Linked DNA regions of Sus scrofa: region 1 is linked to region 2. Evidence: chromatin contacts called from public promoter capture Hi-C data. All regions are on one chromosome and are shown on one strand. Each heading gives the region's core, a stretch centred on a gene start, on an enhancer-like site or on the middle of the called end of the contact. The rest is flanking DNA. Distances are from core to core; before and after follow the strand shown. Region 1 holds the start of STPG2 (sperm-tail PG-rich repeat-containing protein 2). Region 2 holds the start of MTTP (microsomal triglyceride transfer protein).

Region 1 (4,470 bases), core at 1,267-3,766, 1.2 Mb before region 2:
GTGTAGGTTGCAGACGCGGCTCGGATCCCGCGTTGCTGTGGCTCTGGCGTAGGCCAGTGGCTACAGCTCCGATTCAACCCCTAGCCTGGGAACCTCCATATGCCGCGGGAGCGGCCCAAGAAATAGCAACAAAAACAACAACAACAAAAAGACAAAAGACAAAAAAAAAAAAAAAAAATGTTTTCAAAGGGGCCAGTAACGGTGTGAAAAACGCTAAGTTTAGATATTTGAAATATCAGATGCCAGGAACCACCCAGGTAGACATGTCCAAAAAAAGGAATTGGCAACGCAAAGGCCTTACCATGTGGAGAAAGTTCGTCTTAGAGATATGAATCACCTGTATGTCTAAAGACTGTTCTGGGAGTCACAGAATCAGAAAATAGATAGTGGTTGAAGCTATGGATTTGAATGAGAAAGTAAACATGAGAAGAGCAACATGCAAAGAACTGGTGTAAACAGTTAAGATGTTTATAAAAATAACCTTTAAAGAAGACTATGGAAGGTTGGTTGGAGAGGGAGAAAATGATACCTTGATTCAGCATTTAACCCATGTTTATTAGATCCTAACACGTATCAGGCTGTTCCAAGACAACAGGTGTAAAAAGAACCAGGAAAAAAAAATGATGATGTTACAGATACCGGGGTAAGAAATATTTCTAAAAAGACAGTGGTCATTTGTGTCAAAATAAAATAAGGATTGAAAAGTATTCTAAGTGAAAGTATTTTGGGTGGTCATTGGTAACTAATAGATTGGGAGGGAGTTAATGCTTACAAGTCAGCTGCATTAAATTCGGATATGTAATAAGTTCCAAGGACACTGATATCAACAGCAGATGCTGAAAAGCAGTGAAAGATTAAGATGATGACAAATCTGTATTCCATCCAAAGAAACCTAAATTAACCTAATACCTTAAACTCAACCGTCATGTCAACAGAGTAATGGATCCTGGCACTTGTTTAAAAATACAGAAATAGAGTGGGAATAGGGAAAAATGCAAGCTAACAAGGGAAAAAAACACAATTTGGACAGTACTAAGCCCCACAAAAATTATGAGATTATAAAAAGCAAATTGAAAGTATGTATTAAAAGTTACCCCTAGTCACTAGCTGCAAACAAAAGAGAGCAAATAATTATTTAAATTATCCATTCCCAGAGTTCCCGTCAGGGTTCAGTGGTTAACGAATCCTACTGGGAACCAGGTTTCGGTTCGATCCGTGGCGTTACTCAGTGGGTTAAGGATCTGGAGTTGCAGTGAGCTGGGGTGTAGGTTGCAGAGGCGGCTCAGATCTGGCAGATCCCACGTTGCTGCGGCTCGGGCATGGACCAGTGGCTGCAGCTCCGATTAGACCCCTAGCCTGGGAACCTCCATATGCCACCGGTGCGGCCCTAGAAAAGGCAAAAAGACAAAAATAAATAAATTATCCATTCCCACTACCTCTCAAGAGTATAGCTTTTCTTTACAGAATGTGGGATGAAGGAACTCTTATAAAGTATGTTTAAAGAGAAGATGGGTATGGTCAGATAAGAAACATCTACCAGAAAAAAACACATGGGACTATCTTTAAAAAATATTGCAAAACAAAAATTTTAACGTTATATCTTAGCTAATGAATGTTTCTCTGGTTAGTTAGGAATGGTGTGTGAGGCAGGCAGGATTTCGAAAAAAAAAAAAAAAGACAGAAAGCGGTGAGAAGTACACATGATTTGGAGACTCATAGCCAGATCAAGGAAATCGAAATCCTAGATGTCACCTGTATAATTTAAAGAATGATGTAGACAACCATTGTAGAATCAAAAGTCCTCACCATTGGCTCACTGGCCTTGTGAAATGGGACAAATTTACTGGGTCACTATGCTGTACCACAGAAATTGACACAGCGCTGTAAATCAATTATAATTTTTTAAAGGGACAAATTTATTTTACTAGTTATCATCTGTGAAATAAGGACAGTATCTTCCCTGCCTACTTCATGCTGTTATACTTTTGAAGTGATGCTACTATGCTTTCCTCAGGCACACAGAAGCGGAGCAGGCTGAAAGTGAGGCGCCTGTCACAGAAGGCTTGCCTTTCCCTACCTACATCTTACCTGCTGCCTGCTGCTTCAGGAAAGGTACCTGGTAGGATCCAGGACCCACATGATCCTCAGTGCTGCCACCTTCAGCCAATCTAAGCAAGCGAGGAGCCCGATCGTACATAATGGCGTGGGGTCGGGGAGCGGTGCGCCCGCAATGGTATAAACTAGACGGCCAGCAGAGACGTGGAGCCAAAGGAAGCCGTCAACCATCTCTGGAGCCCCAGGAAGAACTTGCGTTAATGGAGCAGCTACCTTAGAGACTATCGGCCCACTTGCTCATTAGTGTCAGATTTACCCCAGGTTGATTTCTAGCCCTGCAGAAAATTGTTTAGGAGTGAGATGAGCCATCCCACACAACCATCCGTTCACCAACCGCGAGCCAAAGCGCTCATCTTAAGGGACGAGCTTAATGAGGAAACGCCCGCCCCCGTGCTTCCGGTCTTGACTCCGCCCATTTCTCTCCACCCGGAAGTTTCTAGGAGAGAGGTCAAAGCGCATGCGTACCGAGCCGCAAGTCTTCCCCACTAAGCTCCGCCCCGCGCGCTCAGCGTCCTGAAGGAGAGGGCGGGCCTGAGTCTTGGAGCTCCTCCTACTACACCAAGTGCTTTGAATCCTGGGTTCGTCAGAAAAGCTCTAGAAAACGCCCTAGGAGTTAGAGCTAACTTGACCGTGATCCATTTTTCCTTATAGTCAGACGGGACAGCTGGGAAGAAACTATGAAAAACTGTGAAAGAAAGTCTTAGCGCGTTCACCTCCCGCACTCCTACCAGAACTACACTCGCACCCGCAGGGACGAAAGCATCTCTGACTTTATTCGGTAGTAAGTCCAAACGGTGCTAAGAGAAACCCAGGAAGTGGTGGTGACAAGACACTGAGAACTAGGAAGGAGATGAAAAACTCACCAACCGAAGCATTGCAAACACTGGTAAATGAAAGCTGTTTCTGCTGTTAGAGACCCAGGCAACAGCAACACTGACTCATTACTCTGTTTATAAAATAAAGACATTGAGGAAACCCCAAGCTGTTTGTTCAGCAAGTATTCTATCCAGATTCTAATCATCCTAAAGGCTTAAACAGACCCCGTTTATTATGCCTTACCTGCCAATGAGTTATAGTACTTAGAATTGTTCCTACTACAAATTTGTACTTATTGATACTCTGGAGGACAGAGTTTGATACTCAATTCTGTGGGTCATTTATTCTGGCTTAATTGTTCTACATACATTAGAGTCTCCTCCATGCAAGGCTATCTGCTTCTCAAGAATGTTTCTGCATTATCTTTTTTCCTACTCAATAACTAGCTGAGTATTTACTCACTTAAAAAACATTTACTGGCATATACTGTAGGTTCAGTACCATGCTAGGTTATGAGTTACAAAGATTCAAGCAAGTCTTCAACCTAAAGGGTCTTATAGCTACTGGAGAAAGAGACAGGTTCGTCCTTAACAAGATATGAGAAGAGAGACAAATAAAATGATAAGAAAAATATCACAGTACTTTGGATATCCCCTCTTCCTACTAAGAAACTAGATACTCAACTGTATGTTGATCACAGAAAGCAAATTCAGGTCCAGGCCATTTTGCTGTAGGCACTGGTGCAGACGCTTGTATCCTGCCTTTTCATGCCTGCAACAGCTTAGGTTATTCTTTTCTGGGATAGCATTGGATTTGACATTGGAAATAGAAGTGCTAAAGCAGAATTTACCTGCTTCCTGTCTGATTCGACTTTTGTCCACAGTGCCTAACCTACCTTAGACAAAAAGGAGTTTTTTATATGATCTGTCCTAGGTTATTTACACATCTCTAAAGTGAAGTTTGTAAACTTAAGACCTATGTTCCATTTTGGGATAGAACCCAGTAGGGGATGATATGAGAAAAAGAATGGGTAAATGTATAAATGGGTCACTTTGCTGTACAGCAGAAATAGGTACAATATTGTAAATTGATTGTAATTTAAAAAAAAAAATTAAAGAAGACCTCTGTTCCAGCTAGGAATACAGACTTTCTTTACCTTGCCTACCTCCTCAGTGTGTGTTCTTTCCTCAGGGACCTCACAGAGAAGAGTAGCTGACCAGTGGCAGAACTCCAGTGTTTCTGGGTCTCATGACCGAATCCTATCTAAATATCGCACCACTGAGGTACAATCTCCACATTCTTCATAATTTTGTAACATTTGGTCACATAGAATTCTGTATCCCTAACAAAAGGCTTTTCTTTGAAAAAAAATTTAGTGTGACAATCCTTCCTCTATTTCCTCGATAATGGTTGCAGTTCTGTCTACCTTTCCCAGCTATTATTTCCCTCTAATGGTTCAGTAACCAGAATAATACACAGTATTTAAGAATTAGAGAATATTTTTAAATGAGGACAGTAAATCTTTTTCATTCTCTCTCA
Region 2 (4,241 bases), core at 483-2,982:
AAACACCTGACAACAAATGGTACTTTACCCGAAGAGACACGTATCATGCACCACATAGTCTAACCATAAACATGTCACTGTGAGCCTCAAGTGGAATACGAAAGGCAGTTTTCACATGATTCCAGGTAGTCCTTAATTTGAATAAGTAAGTATTTAAAGCTTAAGTGACTATAGTGGCTTCGTGTTACTGTGCATGTAATGCAGAAATTGTGGGAATACACAAAAATCTATTCAAATGTAAAGCACTAAAGCGCTTTTCACATTACCTTGTATTTGTAAAGCCCACTATTCATAAAAACATTTCTTCAACAGTTAATTTTCTAAGACCATTTTCTGTTTACCCCAAGACAAATTATTTATATCTTTAAGGTGATAGTCACAACCAAATATTTTTTGTGTAGGTAATTTAGCCAAGATTTATATATAAAACAGGTTAACAAGTGAAATTCTAATCTCAATAGACAGTAAAGGTGAACAATTTCCACGTTTAAGATCTTTATATAAAACATAATTCAAGGAGAAATACGCTTAACTCTGGAGATTTTAAAATTTTAGATTTCATCTTGTAGCCCTTTCTATCAAGTTGACTATCTTTTACCTGGGTTGTCTAGAAGATTTGAACTTAAGGTTAGGATTCTAGAAGAGGCTTTAGAGAAAGATGAGGGTAAAATTAAGACCCTCATTCTATGCTTAAGAACCCATTTTATGGCTATAAGTATTTTCTAGTTCATTCAAATAGCCCTTTGCCAGCACCTTATTCGTTCCTTTGCCAAAACATCCCCATATGCTCCCCACAACCACCCTGTTTCAATAGGTTTTGTTCACATCAGGTTTATATTGCAGGAGTTTCCAAGGACAAAAGTGGGTTTCATTCGTGTGGCTCCACTCACACTAAGTTACTTGCTTTAATTGTAGAGAAGTTTCCTAATTAATTTTCCGCAGCAAAATTGTTAAGGGCTGGAATTCCCCTCTTGAATTTCTTCCTAGAATTAGGATTCAGAAAGCACAGGGGATTCCATCCAGTTGGTTTGGGGACTCAAGATAAGTGTTTCTTGTCATAGGGGTAGTTAGAGGTCTACTGTGATAAACTCAACTGCTTGCTAGTGTGCTAATAATGACAGACACATAAGAATCACACGTAAGGAGAATCATCTAGGTTTCAGAAATCAGTTTTATCATTTTAACATTATTTTGAAGGGATTGGTGGTGGAAGTAAAAATTTTTAAATTTAAATCCTATAATTCAGAATGATTTTTTAATAATAGCATACACATGGTATTAAAAAACTCCAGATGACCATACAAGACAATAAAATTCAATGAAATGTATTTGAGTTTGCAATTCCTCACCACCTTCCCACGTAAAGTGGTAAATGTGAAGACAGGCATTTGATGTTACGGGAATGAGGATGATTTATGTTTGGAGCAGAAAAGTATCATCATCAGTTTTCCTTGAATGTCTATCAGTACTTCTGAATTTAAAGGATGGTAGACTGGTTTACTTGAACTCTCAAAAGTGACATTTTTTTCTTGGTCTTCCTTATTGAGTAAAGAATAAATAAAAAGAGTGAGAGATTGGAAACCGGAGCCCACCAAAGTTTAATCATTAATAGTGGGCCCTTCTGTGAACTTAGGTCCTGATTTTGGAGTTTGGAATCTGACCTTTCCCCCAAAGATAAACATTGTTGCAGGTTCGAGGAGGGTCACTCCCTTGCTGCCACCGCAAGAATCCACTTCTCAGTGACTCCTCGCTTGGAACTGGATGCACTAGAGGGGAGCTGGTCAATATGATTCTTCTTGCTGTGCTTTTTCTCTGCTTCATTTCCTCATATTCAGCTTCGGTTAAAGGTACGTTCGTGTTGCCTTTTGCTAAACTATAATTTTAATCCTTGAGGGGGAAAATTGTGTGGGTGGGTGGGTGTGTGTAGTGTAGTGAGAGAGTCCTAACTAACTCTTTAAGCCATCTTCAAAACCATGGAACTTTGGAATGTTGGTGAAGGCAGGACTGGGTTGGAATGAAAATCAAATTCAAATTCCTACATACATTAAGAAAACAGAGGCTCCTTTTAGTTTCTTGCTTCATTCTCTCATTCATGGTGTATTTTTAAAAAGGGAGAAAAAAGATGCCAGCTATTGTTACCTTCTGCTGTTGGTCACTCAATGAATGCAGCTCCTTCATTTGAATTGTAAAAGTGGGCTTAAAAAACCAGTTCTTAAATTTCCTTCTAGTTGCTTAGCAATGGGACATCAAGAAGAATTAGATCCAATGAAAAAGGCATTTGACTTGACAGAGAATTATGAATGAAATGGTAAAGTCTGTATTTAATTCCATTACCATTCAAAAGAGAATTATCACGGTTATGAATTACAGAAAATAAAACGACATGATATAGATTTTAAGAAATAAGACATTATCTTTGGAAAAATAGTGTTAGTCATTTTAGATTCTATTTCAAGATAAAACTGATTTTAAAACACCTAAGGATTGATATCTTTCAGAGGAAATAAACATTTTATGAGTAATGGTTTCCAAAAAACTGTATGCAATGTATTCATAGGGAATCTTGTTTTAAGTCAATTCATTTATATATGCGGTGAATTTCTAGATGTTGTACCTGTAAAATGATCACTTTTTAGAGTCTCTTAAGATAATTCACCATGAATGCCAGTTGATCTAACACATAACTCAGCATGATAGGATGCGATTTCACTCACTGTGAACCCTAAGTAACTGATATAAACAATTCACTTTTAAACTTATAAAGCCCTTTAGGGATAACTGGCTTTCTTTTTTTCATAAAGTTTATCTCAAGATTTTTTGCGTTGAAAATTTCCACTTGAGGACAAGAGACCATCTTTGTTACCAGAACAATAAATGGGGACTAAATTATTTCACCCAAGCAAATCACACTTTAGGTTCTTGAACTAAAGAACCTGAGATAATATATATATATTTTAGTAGTTTCTCAAGTATTTTGTATTTAAACGTACAACCCTTAGTTGGATGAAAACAAATTTTAATGAGAAAAAGTTTTGTAACTTACACTTGATAGGTAATTGTTATACAGAGAGCTTACTATTTTTGTTATCTGTCAAGTACACTGTTGAATATTTGAAATACGATTGATTTATATACCATGAGATAAGACCTTATACCATGATTTTACAAAAAACAATTGAGATATAGTAGCTATTGTGGTGTTCTCTTTTTTTCCCCACCTTGCAAGTGAGCACATTGGATAACTTGATGTTTTTAAATACATGCTCTTATAAAGATTTAAAAATACACACACACACACACACACACACACACATGACAATGGACAATGGCATGCAGGGAGCTATGACCTAGAACATAACAGAGAGCTACAGTTTGTTGTATAAGCTCAGTGGCAAACCCAGAATTTTAGATCCTGAAGCTTATGCAATTTAGGGGCAAAATTTGAGAAAAGATAACAAAATACCTTACTTTTTGCAAATGTTACTGAAAAAAGATACGGCGTATGTACACAATGCCAAAGGCTCCCTTCCAAGCCTGGGTTTAAGTGTCATTAACTTCACAGTACAGCTGCCTATTCCAAAAATCATGAATAAAAAGTACAGGACTTGACAGCTCTCTGTCTCCCTAGATTTGGTAATTTCCTGGTTTATAGTACCGTGGTTAAATTATAGATTCCTTACCATTTGTAACGACTGACATTTAATAAGCAAACTACTTATGAAGAGTTTACTTTAAAATCAGGCCATTATAAATTTGGGGATGCCATACATTGCTTCATAACTCATCTCAAATTTACTTATCAATGCAACTGTCCAGATCTGGGTGGAGGGTGCGTACAGGTTGACCATAAATAAAGAGGGTGTAGGAGGAGTTTAGAAGAGGAGGAGTCATAGGGTCTGTTTAGAAGAATATGCTGAAAGAGTGAATGCTCCCTACTTCTTTTGAATCACATTTTATAATGGCGGGTCTATTCTCAGTGCCTCCTTTTGTTACAGGTTTCACATCCTCTTCAAGGATTAAACCCCAAAGCCTCTGGCCATGTCTCCTTGTAATGCCCCTTGCCCCACCTTGACCAGCCTGGGCTGCTCACTCCCTGCTAGAGAAGGAATGTTGCCCATTTCTCACCAGGCCACCATATCATCTTTTCCCCGTGCAAATAAGGTATCCTGCCCGAGACCAATCAGAAGATCAAATCTGGTCTCCACTCAGGTCCACATCATAGGGTATAAAGACTATTGCAG

The links. Promoter capture Hi-C pulls out the DNA fragments that hold promoters and counts their contacts.
Region 1: a contact with region 2 is called in a promoter capture Hi-C map of liver, with 4 times the contacts expected there. The contact joins the promoter of STPG2 here to the promoter of MTTP in region 2. A contact is called at or near these places in 1 of 5 promoter capture datasets (liver) and 1 of 2 datasets of contacts at active chromatin or transcription factors (alveolar macrophages).

The regions. Positions count from the first base shown.
Region 1 is chr8:122,113,092-122,117,561 of Sscrofa11.1, reverse strand. It overlaps STPG2 (sperm-tail PG-rich repeat-containing protein 2), which reads right to left and starts at 2,516. Exons shown (of 13, transcript XM_021101745.1): 1 at 2,089-2,516. The coding sequence starts at 2,197. LOC102160109 (a long non-coding RNA gene) reads left to right here and starts at 2,529. Exons shown (of 4, transcript XR_305112.2): 1 at 2,529-3,001; 2 at 4,123-4,214.
Region 2 is chr8:120,868,959-120,873,199 of Sscrofa11.1, reverse strand. MTTP (microsomal triglyceride transfer protein) reads left to right here and starts at 1,732. Exons shown (of 18, transcript NM_214185.1): 1 at 1,732-1,847. The coding sequence starts at 1,787.